Linked DNA regions of Mustela erminea: region 2 is linked to region 1. A link is a contact called in public Hi-C data. All regions are on one chromosome and are shown on one strand. The core of a region is the stretch at or near the end of the contact, and the rest is flanking DNA. Distances in the headings are between cores, read along the strand shown. Region 1 holds the start of LRRK1 (leucine-rich repeat serine/threonine-protein kinase 1). Region 2 holds the start of CHSY1 (chondroitin sulfate synthase 1).

What was found. A called contact is a pair of places that touch in the nucleus more often than the background predicts.
Region 2: a contact with region 1 is called in a Hi-C map of spleen, with 4 times the contacts expected there. The contact joins the promoter of CHSY1 here to the promoter of LRRK1 in region 1. A contact is called at or near these places in 2 of 3 Hi-C or Micro-C datasets (fibroblasts and spleen).

What each region holds. Positions count from the first base shown.
Region 1 is chr5:19,929,167-19,936,949 of mMusErm1.Pri, reverse strand. LRRK1 (leucine-rich repeat serine/threonine-protein kinase 1) reads right to left here and starts at 4,339. Exons shown (of 34, transcript XM_032342214.1): 1 at 3,917-4,339.
Region 2 is chr5:20,199,481-20,207,263 of mMusErm1.Pri, reverse strand. CHSY1 (chondroitin sulfate synthase 1) reads left to right here and starts at 2,656. Exons shown (of 3, transcript XM_032342220.1): 1 at 2,656-3,009. The coding sequence starts at 2,696.

The DNA of each region.
Region 1 (7,783 bases), core at 3,090-5,589:
CCCAACACAGGTGCCTATCCTGCTATAATGATTAAATCTCCAGATCTTGCCTTGAGGGCAAGACCCAGGTCCAGCTCGGGCCTGGCATGGGATAAATTGTACAATGAGAGGGAATTACTATGTGAAATGCACGTATTTCTATTAGTGTTTGCAGAGTCTATCTATATGTAAGTACAGGGTCATTAGCTATTATCCTCTGAGACAAATAACGGAAATGGAAAGTGATCTAGTGTAGTAAGAAACAAAAAAAAATGAAGGTCATGTAAGTCATGCCCAAGACAATATGGAAAGGAATAAAGCACAATCTGAACATCAAAGGCTTAGACCGTCTTTGTCACATGTCAGCAGTATGACCTCAAGCCGAAACTTACTTACATGTGTCTCAGTTTTCCCATCTGTTAAAAATAGACATGCACCCTCTCACCCAGGTGACCTTGCAGGGCTGCTGTGTGATTTCAAATAAGGTAAATTTTTCCGCACTTTCTATAATAGGGACAGAAGTGGTCCTCCCCTAAGTACCAGCAGGAGGCCAGAGAGACCATCTAATTATCAAGTTCAGAGACAATATCAATGCTGGAGGGCAGACACATGGTCTCCCCACCGAGCAGGTTATAGACGGTGTCCTGAACAGTGTGGGCACTGAGCAAGCCACAGAATAAGGCTAGGAGGGCACTGGAGCTTTCTCATCTTAGGTCCTGGAAATCAGGCCCAGGTAGGCTAGACTCCTACAGGCAGGGGAAGGTCAAGGAGCTAGGAAACCCCTCCCCTAGAAGCCATGTCCATTATGACCACCACCCCCACCCCCCCGCCACGTTTCTGAACCAAAGAGTGAGAGGTTGCAGCAAACCATATTTAGGAAAACCTGTGTTTGGAGTCTGGGAGCCTAAACAATCCAAGGAGGAATGATCCACCTGGACAAAATGTAGGAGACCATCAAAGCTTTCTAAATTGTAAAATTTGATTAGGCAAACCAGCTTGAGACAAGAACACAGCAAAGCACCAAACCATCTCATCTCTGTTTTAATCTAAAAGCTCCGAATCCTACAGCAACATTCAGAAACCAAGGAACACGGTGGCCACCTGCTTTCAAACATCTCTTAAAATCAGCTACCGCATCTACCCAACAACACCTTAAAAAAATCCAAATGCTGGTAGATGTTCCTTCTGAAAACAGAAGTGTCTTGCCATAGAATGCTTTTAAGTTAAAAAAAAAAAAATCTTTAAAATATTTTAGGCCAACCCTTGCCCAGCACATTTTGTTCCCCTTTTCATTTTCAGTTTCCTTTTGAAAATCTCTTTACCGATGGAGGATATTACAACTGGAGCAGTTTTTCAATTGTAATTTGTATGTCGGCTTAGACTCTAAGGTAGAAGTTTTAAAGTGAGGTAACTCAACTTTTGCTTAATCTTCGCCCTCAAACGGATCTTTGCTTCTTCTTACTTCCTTTGGGTTCAGACCAGTGCAACAAATCATGGTTATAACTTCATGTCTTGTTTTCATTATGGTGTACACATCCTTAAGAGGGCTTCAAGAGGTTTTCTGTCATGATCATTTTAATACCTTTTAAAAACCTCACCAATTTTTCATTTGCAAATCTTTATACTGGCATTAATGAACAATACCTGAATACTTAATGGGAAAAAAAGGGGGGGGGGAACCTGACATTCATTGGGCAAATGTTTTTATTGGGCCCTCCTCAAACTTTACAGCTTGTGGGGAAGGCACAGTTAAGTGAGTGCTTGCTGCAAAGTTTCTGACAGAGGAGAAAGGCAGGAGATTCAGGACCTGCTCACCTGTCTTTTCAGGAGACTTGGAAAGGATTGCCAGTACCAAAGGGCTGGAAGACGCTTGCAAATGAAGCATGTTAGCCATGCTCATATTATCCAGTAATTTTCTGAATGAAAAGTGTGGTGGTAGAGATGCTTGATCCAAAGTCTTCAATATCCCTTTGGCACTACTGGCCTCCCCTGATCAGTTACTGGCTTGTCTCCAAAATGTGCTTAATGGATTCATGGACATCAAAATAACAAGGAGCTGCAGACAAGAAATGTGTAGGTCTCAGTCCCAGATGAACACCCAAGGGTTTGGGAACAGAAGTTCTTCATGAGTCTGAAACCACACATAAATTACACCTGTCCATTAGCCATTCGATTCCTGTGCCTGTACGTACTGCGCACCTCTTAGTTCTGGCAGAGAAGAGCAGCAGTGAGCAATGCTGGTGCCTACAAATGGTCTCGGACCCCTGGAGCTCCAGTAGAGTGTGCCAGGCAGTTAAAGGAGAGAGCTAATAAATGAAGAAGGACCATAATACCAGTGGGGACCCCAGATGGACACTGAGCAAGGGACGTAAAAAAGAGGCTGGGTTTAGAGGGGGGTGGCTGGCCCTGTGAAGAATCAGGGGTCAAGACAGCAGACACCACATGCTGGAGAGTGAGATGGGCCAGGGTGGCTGGGGCGGGGGGACTGTGGTGGGGTGACATGGGCAATGGTCATGTGGTTCATGATGCCAGACTCCAAACAAACCGAGGGAAAGGAGGTATCCTATATTTCATGCCAGTCACAAGGAGAAATTATTGTAGGGCTCTAAGAAGAGGACTGACACATTCTGATTTACCTGTTTTTTTAAAAAAAATCACTCTGGATGTCAAATAGAGAACTGGAGAGGGGAGGATTGTAATCATACAGAAATGGGTGCTCCTACTTTAGACTAGGATGAAGACTGAGGAGGAAGGGCTGGACCCAGACACACAGGCAAGCCCAACTCAACTTGGTAACAGACTGAATTCAAGGGATGAGGGGACAGGATAGAGGAAAATTCCCAGCAACTGAGCAACTGAGTTGAATATGGGCTTATTCCCTGAGATGTGGAAGCTTGGGGGCAGGAATGTTTGGCTGACCCCAAAACCTCCTTTAGGGACAAGTCAGGTGTGAGGTTTGTATGTCTGTAACTTAATTTTTTCATTCTTCCCAGACAGAAGCAAAAATACTTGGTCAGTCTAGTCGACTGTTTAATGTCTGGGTAACTCGTTACAATGCTGACTGGCTGGCAAACTGTAAAAAGAGTGTATTCAGTGAGAACCTTGCTAAAAGGTTCTGGGGCTCCTGTTTTCTCTATCTCTGAACCCTGTCGATGTGTTTGGGGAGAAAACTTCTGGCCTCTAAGCATGCAGGGACAAGGTGGGCTGGCCAGAGGTCCCCAGATTCTCCCTTACCATCTCCCTCTGGCCACCAGCCTTCCCAGGCTCCCTCCTTGCCCTGTCCTGGACCTCACTCATCTCTGCACCCCTGCCAGGCAAGGTGGCAGAGATGGCGGGTTTTACGGGGACCTGCCAGAGCCTCGTCCCTTGGGCAGAAGCCCGGCCCAGGCTTTGCAGGGCGGGGTGGGGGGCCTGGAGCACTTGGCAGACCCTCAGAAGCAGCCTCCCCCTCCTGCCCCCGGGGGCCAGAGATCCTGGGCAGAGCCTCCCCGCCACACACACACACACACACACACACACACACACACACACACACACACACTCACCCGCACGCTGGCTTGCTCACACTGGGCCCGCGCGGGGCTGAAGGAAATGTCTGTAGAGACGTAGGTAGAGACGTCCTGTGTCTCTTCCCGACTTTTGTTTTTTTGCTCCTGCTCCCCTAGCCCCAGCCGCGGCCCGCGCGGAATTTCGGGGTGGCCCTCCCGGGCCCCGCACCCTCCCCCACTCCGCGGGCCGGGGAGGCCGCGGGGCCACGAGACCGGGGTCGCCCGCGCCCTCGGTGCACCCCCCCCACCCCTCCCGCAAGGGCCACCTCCGCGGAGCACGCGACCGCCCGGAGCGCGAGCCTGGGCTGCGGGGGCCCGGGGCTCCCCGAGACCCTCCGCAGGAGGCAGCCAGGGCCCCCGGTTGGGGCGGGGGCCGGACGGGGGCTTACCTGCGGCTGCGGCGGCGGCGGGGCAGGACCCGGGGCGCCGGGGACGCGGGGCTCCGCGCGCGGGGCCGGGCGGGGCGGACACCAGCGGGCCGGGGCCTGGCCGTCCCCCTGCCCTCCGCCCCCTGCGCCTCTGGCCGCGCGCGCCGGGGCCGGGCCGGGCCCAGACGCACTTCCTCAATCCTGCGGCCCGCGGGCGGGAGGCGCGGAGAGCGCGCACGGCGAGGGTCGGCCGCGGCTGCTGCGGCCCGCGACGGGCACAGGGCGGGGGGTCCTTGTGGTGGCCCGCCTCGGTTTCCCCAGCCAGAGGTACCCAGATGCACCGCTCCTGCCCGGGAGACGACGGGGCCCGTGGGCCCTTGCAGCGCGAGGTCTCCTCCAGGTTTGGGTACCCTGCCCGCTCCTGGCGGGGCAGGCGCAGCGACAAGATTGGTCGGTTCTCAGCTCAGCCCAGCTTTCACTGCCCCCTTGGCTCTGCTCGGGGGCAAAATACAACGACTAACGTCTGACTTGTACTAGGTGTAGACTCGCAGTAAATACTTAAAAGTCAGGCAGATATTCATTTATGTACAATTCCGTATAGGGCAGTATAAAAATACATATTTTTAATGCTTTTGTATTTTGCAAATTGTGCCCCTCCCGTTACAAGAATGTATTTAATTATGGATGTACATATAAAGATGTCACTATTTGGTGAATCATTGTAAATGGTGTGGGCTGTTTTAGTAGGTAAGACAGGATGGGATGTTGGCAATTTGTTTTGTTTCGACTGAATGTAAGTATGTTCATCACACCGCGGAGGCCACTCTGAAGGCGGATCGTAGAGACGCACGCCCAGGCTGCGGACAGCCCTCAGATTTGGCTCCACGTGCCAACCCCAGAAAGAGAAGTCTGCTCAGAAAAAAACAGATGGTTCTATGGTTCTGCAGCCTGGCAGGACCCGCGCCCTAAACGCTTCTCATGTAACGTTACATGAGATTTAGGGCAAGACGGAGGCAAATCCCCACCCACCTCACTGCCATTTCACAAAGGCCGGGCGGACGCAGGGCCCCCGCACGACCCCCGCACGACGTCGCGGGCACTCTGAGCAGTGGCCGGTTGGCTAGGGCACCCCCGGGGCAGCCTTGCTTTGCTCCCAGGAAGACCCCCAGCTCTCCTGCCACGGAACGCCCTTGCAAAAGGGTGGATGCGGTTTTCAATCCTGTCCTCAATACTTCGGTCCTAACGCCAGAACTCAAAAGGCAGGAGTGGGATTGCTACCGAAAAGTCCCTAATAATTTGCAGGGCGTGGCGTCGCAGTGCTGAGGGAGCTGGGCAAACCCTGCGCCGCGCCTCTACGGCGCGCGGCCGCGCCATCTAGCGGTACCGCGAGGAAGAGCACGCCCAGTGCCCGGGCGGACGCTGGAGCTCCTGTGGCCAATGTGGTTGGGGCAACTCAGCTTCCCTTTTTCAAGAGTTTGGGAATAGAGGCTAGGGAATGTCTCCAATGTAAAACAAAACAAAAAAACAAAAACAAACAAACAAACAAAAAAAACCAGCCGACTTGAGTGTTTTGAGCTGGTTACATCTCAGCATTTAACTCTATTCATTAGGCATGAGTTAGTCACAGGTTTGCACGGGAAGGTTATTACAGGTCAGTTAAGATCTCTTCCTACTGCTTCTTGGTCACTTCCCCTAACAACGCTGACTCGTGGTCTTCTAGCTTTTGCTCTGCGTACCCAGGTTCTCAGCATCTCAGTTGGAATGACCGCTCCTAAGGTATAATCAACTGGAAGCTGCCTCCCCCACCTCACATTTCTGCCTCCTGAAGGTCTAGTAGCTGACTGCTACCATGCCATCCCACCCCCACAGCCTTTTAGTCATTTCTTCGGCGGCGAACTTAGTTTCCTCAGACATTTTTCTCTGGATAGTTTATAAAAAAATCCTTTATCATCTGCATTTTAGGCTTAAGTCAGATAAATGCTAGGGGCAGGACAGTAATAATTCTTTGTCCTCTACCAGGAGAAGCTAGGACATTCCATAAGGTCCACTTTGAGAAAATGTGCCCCCCTCCTGTGCACCCCCCACCACATGCACACCCATGACAGCCAGTGTGTGTCCCCAGAATGGTTCCCTTCAGAGAGTAAACCAGTAAAGGAAAAAATAAGTAAACCAAAAAAGGAAAAATAAATAAACCAGTAAAGGAAAAGGCCATTTTCCTAGAATGTTCTGCTCACACTGAGATTGAGAAATGAAAGTTTTCTAAATACATGAATACCTATGTAAGTGGATACATTAAGCGAGATCTGATCCAGGCCTCTCTTAAGTGTTCTCTTAAAAGGTGGCACCTTGAGGGGCGACTAGGTGGCTCGGTGTGTTAAACCTCTGCCTTCAACTCAGGTCATGATCTCAGGGTCCTGGGATCGAGCCCCACATCAGGCTCTCTGCTCGGCAGGAAACCTGCTCCCCGCCCTCCCCCGGCCTACTATGATCTCTCTCTGTGACAAATAAATAAATAAAATCTCTCTTAAAAAAAAAAAAAGGGGCACCTTGTCACCCCATAGCCAAAATGATCTTGGATGATCAACATCAAATACACAGATGTAACTGGATGGACTTAACCGAGTACAAGGGAAGCTCTTGATCCAACCTCAGTGTCAGCTCATGACTTGCTGACTGAGGCATGTTAGAAACTCAAGGTTGGGTCAAACCCAAACACCAAGATCCTTGTGACAAAGATGGAAACGTGTGCAGACGGCAGCAGAATGCAATATTTTCTCTAACCCCCTGTGCCATCCTCCCCACCATTTTCCAGACTCACCTGCTCATTAGTAAAAGGACACTTGGGCAGCTTAGGTGACAGCTCACACTTCACCAGCTAAGTTGTGGAGCCTTTGAGGCCGAGCTCCCTGTCTGCATAACCGGCAAACACAGATGAGTGGGTTTCACACTCAGGCGAAATGTGAGGCCTGATCAATTGAGCAAATGGAATTTGAATCTTAAGCCACAGATACTGCTTTATGACAAGCCATTTTGTACATTAGCTCTGAGAAAGAGAAAGGTCTGCCGCAGAATTAAAGTGAGTTTGGTCCTTAAATGAAAAAAAAAATAATGTTTGTCAAATATCCGATTTTATTTTATCATTGTTGCATTGTCGGACACAATCGGTAGTTGGGGGTCAGAATTCCCAGGCCAATAGATTTTTCTGAAACCATACCACAGGAGTAAACCTTAAAAGAAGTGAAATCTATTACTATATAGATTTCCATTTCTAAATACAGTATATTACAGAAGGTTGAATATACCACCTCTGTTTACTTACAACTATAAAAAGATACATTAACTATACCAATTATAAATAATGTAGCATTTCATAATAAAGGCATTATTGTACAATGAGAGAATAAGAACCCTCTAATGTATTACTAACAAGATTAGTGTCTATAGTTGCTTGAGATAAAATCCTGAAAATTCAGTGTACGAAGTCAACCCCTGACCTAGCGAGTTGCTGACAGTTTAAGTGATAAGTGTTAACTGATGCAGAGAAGGTGAATTGCATATTGCCTATTTCTGACAAGAACGACAACCCCATTCCATACAGGACTTTCTTTTATCCATCACACTGGTTTTGATGTTTGTCATCTTACTGCCCTCCCCCCCAATTTAATTCTCAAACATAATTTAATTCCAAAATAGAAGCACCCTCAGAAAAGTAACTAATTAGTAACAGTGGAAGTATCCAAACAGCGCAATTCCATTTGGTTTTGTTGTTTTAGAAGCAACTGGGGAACACTTTAAAACTTGGGATTGCACAGCATTTGCAGATATAAAGAGGAAAAGAAACATTCACAACATGTTAGTGCAGTCCTCAGGCCACTTGAGTACTGAGGG
Region 2 (7,783 bases), core at 1,407-3,906, 270 kb before region 1:
TCCCCTCTCTGTCCCCAGTATGGAGGTGTGCCCTGACCCAGTATGGAGGGAAGTGGCCCCTGACCCAGTATGGAGGCTCCTGGGGTCCCTGGCTGACTTACAGGTCCTTGGCTCCTCCCTCCCACCATCCCCTGGACTGGCATTCCTCTGCTTTTCCTTGGAGGAATTCACCTGTGTCCTATTTTCCCAGTCCAGGCTGCTCTACCTTCAGGGCCAGGCTTTATGGAGAACAGGGAGTCTTCTAAATCATGAAGGAGACACTTCCATTGAGACCCCAGATGAGGCAGGTGACGTTATTGATCTAGGGGGCACAGGGACAAGTAGGAACCAAGGAATCGAGGAGGACAAAACATTCCACATCCTTACAACGTTAAGTTTCATCACATGTTTATGTACTTTTCATCAGATTTCAGTCTAGAAGAGGACATACAGAGACGTTTAAAGCAGGTTAGAAAATATTGAACTCATTCAGTATGTCACCAGATCGAACATCTGTGTCTTGCCAGATTCCTGCTTTATGGAAATCATTGTGAATTATGGGGCTGTTGCTGAATTTGGGGCATCTGGTGACTACTTGGCATTTGTGGCTTATGGTCTTACTGGAAACCCCTTTGGATGGTTTTTGAGCCTATAATTCATGGTTATATGTTCTGTATTTTTCCCGAGACTACTGCTGGAGTCCTGTGTTCACTGCATAATGAGTATTTTATTTTTAGATGTGGATCACCTCTTAGGGAGGGAGTCTGTGGGGAAGGTGGGTAATGGACTATTTTTGACATAAATAATAAGTGCCAAAGAATGTGGTAATATCCAAGGAATAAAACAACAGTGACCGCCATTCAGTTGCAGAGATTGTGTCTGTATCTCCCACAACTTACCAAGTTCAGCTGTGTATTATCTCAAACATTTGGTCATATTAACAACAAGGAAAGATCCAAAGGATTACCCCCAAGCATGCTTACTTTCTGTCCCTAATTCCTGGATTCATTTGGGGGAAATGAAGGGGACCTCTCAGGCCCAGGAAAACACTTTGCTCTCCAGGAGTTTCATTAGAAAACCCCGACGTATTGGCGACTAGGTAACAAGACTAATATTTGCTCTATACAAACATTTGTTGTATGGACACTTTCTCAGCTTTTGTAGCTTTAGCTGAGTTTTTTTGTACCCCCTAAAGAGGAAATGTATAAAATTTAAACTCCATCCTAGAGAATCCGTTATTCAAAACCTGTCTTAGAAATCCACTGCATTTTTATGGATGAACTGTGTAAAAATATTGACAAAGATTCAGGTAGGTTTGGGGTGCTAACCGACTATCTGCCCACAAAGAATGTAAATAAAAGTAGTGTTTACCATCCACAGGATTAACATCACCTACCATTTCTCCAACATCCATTAAATGCTAGCACTGTTAGGAGCTTGGACATTAAATATGGCCTTTTTTTTTTTTTTTTTTTTTTTTTTTTTTTTTTTTTTTTAACTTAGAAACTAGGGACAGGGAACAGGTAAGTGAATTCACGGTTCACTCTCCAAGCATGCACGTCTCAAACGGCTCCTGAACTGTTTATTCTATATGCGCTCGCTCCTGCCCACAGAACGGCGGGAACAAAGGTACAGTGTGAATCGGGAAGACGCGGACAAGGTAGACGCTCAGGTCCGCCTGGCTGAAGGGCAGGGCGTGGGGAGCGGGGTTTATCTGAGGACAGTTTCAGAGAGGGCACGAGCGCTTCGTGCCGAGTTCGGGGACCAAGAAGCCCCTTCTTCAAAGATCCCTCTTCAGCTTCGCGCTGGCAGTGCATCTCTCAGGATGGGGCCGCCTGGCGGGCACGGTCCCCGGGAGGGGACACCCTGGGGCCGGTGCTGGGCGCCGCCGCCAGGAGCCCGAGCGCGGACCGGCGGGGGCGTGGTCGCCGGGCGGATAACGGGCTGCAGGGCGCCGCGGTCCGGGCCCCCGCCCGCGCCCAGCCCGGCCCCACGCCCCCTCCACCCCCGCGGCCGAGCCGCAGACCGTGCGGGCGGGGCGGAGCGGGGCGGGGGCCGCGCGCGCCGGGAGGCTTTTTTTTTTTTTTTTTTGTCAAACTTTGGCCACGTGAACCGCCCCCCATTCACTTTTGCGCCAATCCGGCGGCGCGGACGGATCCCGAGAGGGGCCAGGCTCCGCCGCCGCTGGGGCCCCTTCATAACGCGCCGTGCGTGACGTGAGGGGCTCCTGTTGCAATGGCGAGCTAAGCCGGAGGATGTGCAGCTGCGGCGGCGGCGCCGGCCACGAAGAGGACGGGGGCGGGCGCAGCGCTAGCGGAGCCGAGCCAGCCGAGAGACGCGGGCGGGGCGGGACGGGGGTGCGGACTCCGCTGCCACAGCGGTCGCCGTCGCGCTGGCCCCGCGCCCTCGCGCGCGAGCGGGAAGAGCCGCCGCCGCGTCGCGCTCGAGCCGCCACCGGCGCGCGCTGGGCATGGTCCCCTCTTAAAGGCGCAGGCCGAGGCGGTGGGGGTGGGCGTGCGGAACAAAGCGGCGGCGTGGGGCCTACGGACGGCTCGGGGGCCACGATGGGCGCGGCGGGCCCGCGGCGGCCGCGGCGCTGCCCGGGCCGGGCCTCGAGGCGCTAGGGCGGGCTGGCCTCCGCGGGCGGGGGCGGCGGGCTGAGGGCGCGCGGAGCCTGCGGCGGCGGCGGCGGCCCGGCGGGCAGAGCGGCACGGGCATGGCCGCGCGCGGCCGGCGCGCCTGGCTCAGCGTGCTGCTCGGGCTCGTGCTGGGCTTCGTGCTGGCCTCGCGGCTCGTCCTGCCCCGCGCCTCTGAGCTGAAGCGAGCGGGCCCGCGGCGCCGAGCCAGCCCCGAGGGCTGCCGGCCAGGGCAGGCGGCGGCGGCGGCTTCCCAGGCCAGCGGGGCGCGCGGGGCGCAGCTCTGGCCTCACGGCCCGGCCTCGGATGGCGGCCCGCGCGACAGTAACTTTCTCTTCGTGGGAGTCATGACCGCCCAGAAATACCTGCAGACCCGCGCCGTGGCCGCCTACAGGTGAGTGAGTCCCTGCTGCTTGGACTCCGACTCCTGTATTCAGCATCCCGGTGGGCGGCCCTGCCGGTACTCTCTTGGCTTGAGCCTCTTCCTGCTTTCCAGACCGCAAGCTCCCGGGGTTCGTGTGGGATCGGGGTGCCCCTTGGGCTATGGTTGTCAGACATTGGAAACAGAGGTCAGAGGCGGGATGGTGAATGCGACGCCCAAGAGTATGGGCTTTGGGGTCAGGTGGACCAGGTTGGCTCCCGTGGGTGTGGTCCTCAGCCTGACTTTGTGTAAGGCACTTCAGCTTTCTCCGTCCAAGCCGCCTTCTTTGTTAAATAGGTCTGACTGAACATACCTCCCTCGAAAGGTTGTTGGGAAACTCTTAGGACACAGTATCTGTGATAGTAGTGGCAGTGATGGTTATCGTTTGATTCTCTGAAATAGGTACCTTTGCTCTTGCAGAGCGAGAGGGGAGGTAAGTTAATGTAGTTAGAGCTCTAACATAGCATACTTGTAGATATCAAGGGGCTGCCAGCTACATACTCGATCCACCAGTCTGTTGAGTTAATGGAAAGAGAACCTTGGGAAAAGTAGTTCTTGGCCCATGGTAGATTCGGGCTTAACTATCTCCGTTTGGGGATGTGTGTGTGTTATCCAGTATCTGGGTCCTTGTTGGCCATATGAGTCATAAAAGTGACTGGAATCATGTTCAGGATTAACAGAGGGATTAACCAAAGTAACCTTTAGAAGGGTGATGATTTTGGAATGGCAGATTTGTGCTGGAGTGAATTTGAGGTAGGAGAAGGGTGTGGGTCCAGTAAAGGGATTTAATGGAACCTTGTATGTGTAAAGTACAGAAATGCTCTCCATGTGGAGAAGATTTGGGATTCATCCAGCCACAGAACAAACCAACGCAGGGAGGTCCTCTGAGAAGGAACTTTAGAGCCCTCAGCGCTGAGCAAGGCCAAGCTGGTTGCTCTTGGTTCTTTTTTTTTCTTTTTTTTTTTTAAGATTTTATTTATTTATTTGACAGACAGAGAACACAGGCAGAGAGGCAGGCAGAGAGAGAGAGAGAGGAGGAAGCAGGCTTCCTGCTGAGCAGAGAGCCCCGATGCAGGGCTCAATCCCAGGACTCTGAGATCATGACCTGAGCTGAATGCAGAGGCTTTAACCCACTGAGCCAACCAGGTGCCCCGGTTCCTATTGGTTCTTAATTTATAACCAATCCTTTGAAACTTTGGCTTTTAAATTTAATCCTGGTCTAAATGTGCAGGCATTAGATATGAGGGGAAAAACATATATGGATCTTTATTCCTCTAAGGGAAGAAGTACAAGATTGAAAAAGAAGACAAAGAGCAATGGAGAATGGCAGCACTCTCAGTGCATTGACTCCCCATTCCTGCATCTTTCTGTGAGGATCATATTTAAGTCCAGAGCCTAGGTTCTGCCGGGAAGGATACTGAGTGCCTGAAAAACCTTAGAATGTAGTCACTTAGTATAAAATTAGACTGTGTTAGTGATTTAGGAGTCCTCAGGTGAAGATTTACTCCCAGATCCTCCATGAATTACCTGGAATTTTATGCAGATGGTTCTTTTTGCCAAGAGAAATGGCTACATCTGAAATCAGGGATGGGCTGTATAAATTGTTCAGAGAATGGTTTTGAAATGTAAGCCCACATGACTGCCATTGGGTGACAAGCCCTGCGAACTTGCAACTCTGGAGATGATTATCAAAGTAGTTTGGACAAATATTATATTGCCCACCAAACAGATATATTTTCATGGATTCAGAGTCAGTATAGACAAACCAGTAGGGGTCCTGGTACACCAGCAGTACTCAGAAAATGTAACACAAACTGGACCTACTCTTCTACACTTGGAGATGATCTTTTCCCTAAGCCCACGCTTGACACTCTGATTTTTGGTCTCCTTTTCCAAGTCTCCTACCTCATCTTTTTTGGATGCAGGATTTTTATCTCATTGTTTATTTTCTTTTGGACACTTAATGGAAAGTAGACACACAATTTGCCATCTGGCCCCAGTTCTTCCTCCTTTGTGACAACTCTGCCTTTCTGATAAAGGGAAAACCCTTATGAGGAAACAGTTTATCCTACCCAGGCATCTGTCAGCTTTCCTGCAGCTCTTTCATCTTTTGATCTCAAAAAGTCCCATTACTTGAAGCTTGGGGGTGGACTTAGCTTTCCCATTAAGATCCTCTGCCTCAAGCCTCTGTTTAGGCCATTTGCAGGAGATGGCCCAATGCAGTTTTAGTCTTAAGGAACTTTGGGGGAAGGCCTGAATTGGGATGGAGGTTACAGTGTGTAACTTATGATTATGGCTCTGCTGTGCTTTGCAACCCAGGCCGAAACTCCACACTCAGCTCTTAAAATGGAAGTTGCACGCTGTTTGGCATAAAAGTCGGTTTGAATCTTAACAGGTAGAACTGTAGTTTGGCACTGGGTGTGCTCAGTTCTAACTTCTCTCCTAAGAGGCAAATTCATTCTATACCTTTAGAAAAACTTGAATGTTTTTTAGTCTAATTTTTTTTTTCTTTTCAAAGAAAATTAGTTTGGCTTTATGGATGTAAGGAGATGCTGGCATTTTTAGTAATCTTATGCTAAGGTACTGAAAATATCAGAATTTAGGTCTGGCTACTAGTAATTGTTCGAGGTCCAGAAGGGAAATCTAAAGCCTTTGGGAAATTCAATGAGCTATACCTGTCTGCACTAAAGTTAGTGCATTTTAATGATGGAACAGCCCTATCATTGCAGACTTGTACTTTCTCGACCTGCCAAATGCTTGAAGTGGGGAGAAGGGCCACCAAGGAATGTTAGCAGTGCAGCAACGGCTGATAGCATGCAAGAAACAGCTTCTATATATGTGTGTATATACATATATATATATATATATATATATATATATATATAATTTATTTATTTATTTGACAGAGAGAGACAGCCAGAGACAGAACACAAGCAGCAGGGAGAGAGAGAGAGAAGCAGGCTTCCTGCTGAGAAGGGAGCCCGCTGAGCAGGGAATCTCCTTCGGGACTTGATCCCAGGACCCTGGGGTCATGACCTGAGCCAAAGGCAAAGGCTTACCTACTGAGCCACCCAGGTGCCCCAAGAAACAGCTTTTAAAAACCAGGCACAACAAACCTCAAAGTGTAGCTGATCAGAGTCTGACCAGGGCTAGTTTCTTCCATAGGCCCTGAGCAGACACCATAGCTGTTAAGTTCATAGGAGTGATCCTGGTTCCTAAAAGTACTCAGTTACACTTAAGATTCATCCCTTTATTCAACAAATACATACATGGGTCCTCTGTGTCGAGACTCTGTCGAGGACACAATGGTGAAGATGCTTGTTCTCGTGGCGCTTCTGTATTAGTGGGAACCAAGATGCTGAAAGAGTTAATGATGGGCACTATGGAGAAAATAAAATGGTAAGGAAAGAGTGGGGTGGTGTCTAGAGAACTTAGGATTTGGGCTGCAGTCTGGTGGTGAGGAACTTGTTGTGTGAGTATCACTGAGGAGCAGGGGAGCAGAGGGAAGAGCTGATAGGTTACAGACAACAACCACCTTGGAAGGGAATAAAAGAAGGGAAATAAAAGAAAGCGGATGAGGCCTGATAATGTCTGGTCTCCTGGAATATTTCCTAGGTGAATTAGAAAGCCTTTGGAGGGTTTAGACAGGAAAGGGAGGTGATGGCGTTATGTTCTAAAAGTTAATTCTGCCCATTGTGTGGAGATCGGATTGTAGAGAAGCAGGAGATTTTAGGAGGTGGTCTGGCTGGAGGTGGTGGTGGCAGGGGGCGGCTGTGGTGGCTGTGGCCATGGAAAGATGTGGAGAATTCCAGGGGATCTGCTGGAGCAGAGCTCAGATGTGCTGACTGAACGCGGGTTGAGTGGTGAGGCATCAATAGTGCCTTCCAGGGTCTTGCCTTGAAAGACAAGTGTGAGTGGTTGTATTACTTACTGAGCTGGGTAAGGACGTGAGTCAACAGGTCTAGTTTTGCACAGGAAAAGTTTGAAGAAGGCCTTTAGACATGCAGGTGGATGTATCCTTAGCTTTGTAAATGCAGTGAATTTATGAAGAGATTGAGAAAAGATTTACATCTGAGGTGGCTATGGTGCTGGAGCTCTGAAGCTTGCCGGAGGCCTCTGGGTTGCTGGGGTTCTGCAAATGCATCAGGAAAGTTGTTTGGACTCATCAGAGTATTTGTATTCTCGGTCATTTCACTTCGGAATGGTACCTGATTCCTCCAGAGGGATGTATTGTGCCAGGTAGTAACAGATCATCAGATCCCCTGTGTTCCTTGTGTCTTTTGTTACTAGCTACAGTTCATATTATTTCTGTATTTTTTCCTTTGTTCTTAGTTTGATAGAAATTCATGTAGTTCAGTTTTTACTTTTCTGATTTTGGGGTTCCCCCCACCCTTCCCTGTCCCAAGCTCAAAAAATTAATGCCCTGGAGAGATTTTTTTTTAAAGATTTTTTTAATAATTTGAGAGGGAGAGGCAGAGAGATCACAAGCATGGGGAAAAGCAGAGGGAGAGGGAGAAGAGGGAGAAGCAGGCTCCCCGCCAACCTGGGAGCCCGATGTGGGGCTCCATTCCAGAACCTGGAGAACATGACCTGAGGTGAAGGCAGGCACTCAACCATCTGAGCCACCCAGGTGTCCTCCTGGAGAGATTTAAAAAGCAATATTTTTTTCCCCCTGATTCTAGAAAGGGTAGAAATCATCTCAATCTCATTTCCCCCCCAAACAGTACATTGTCTTAGCAGCATCTGT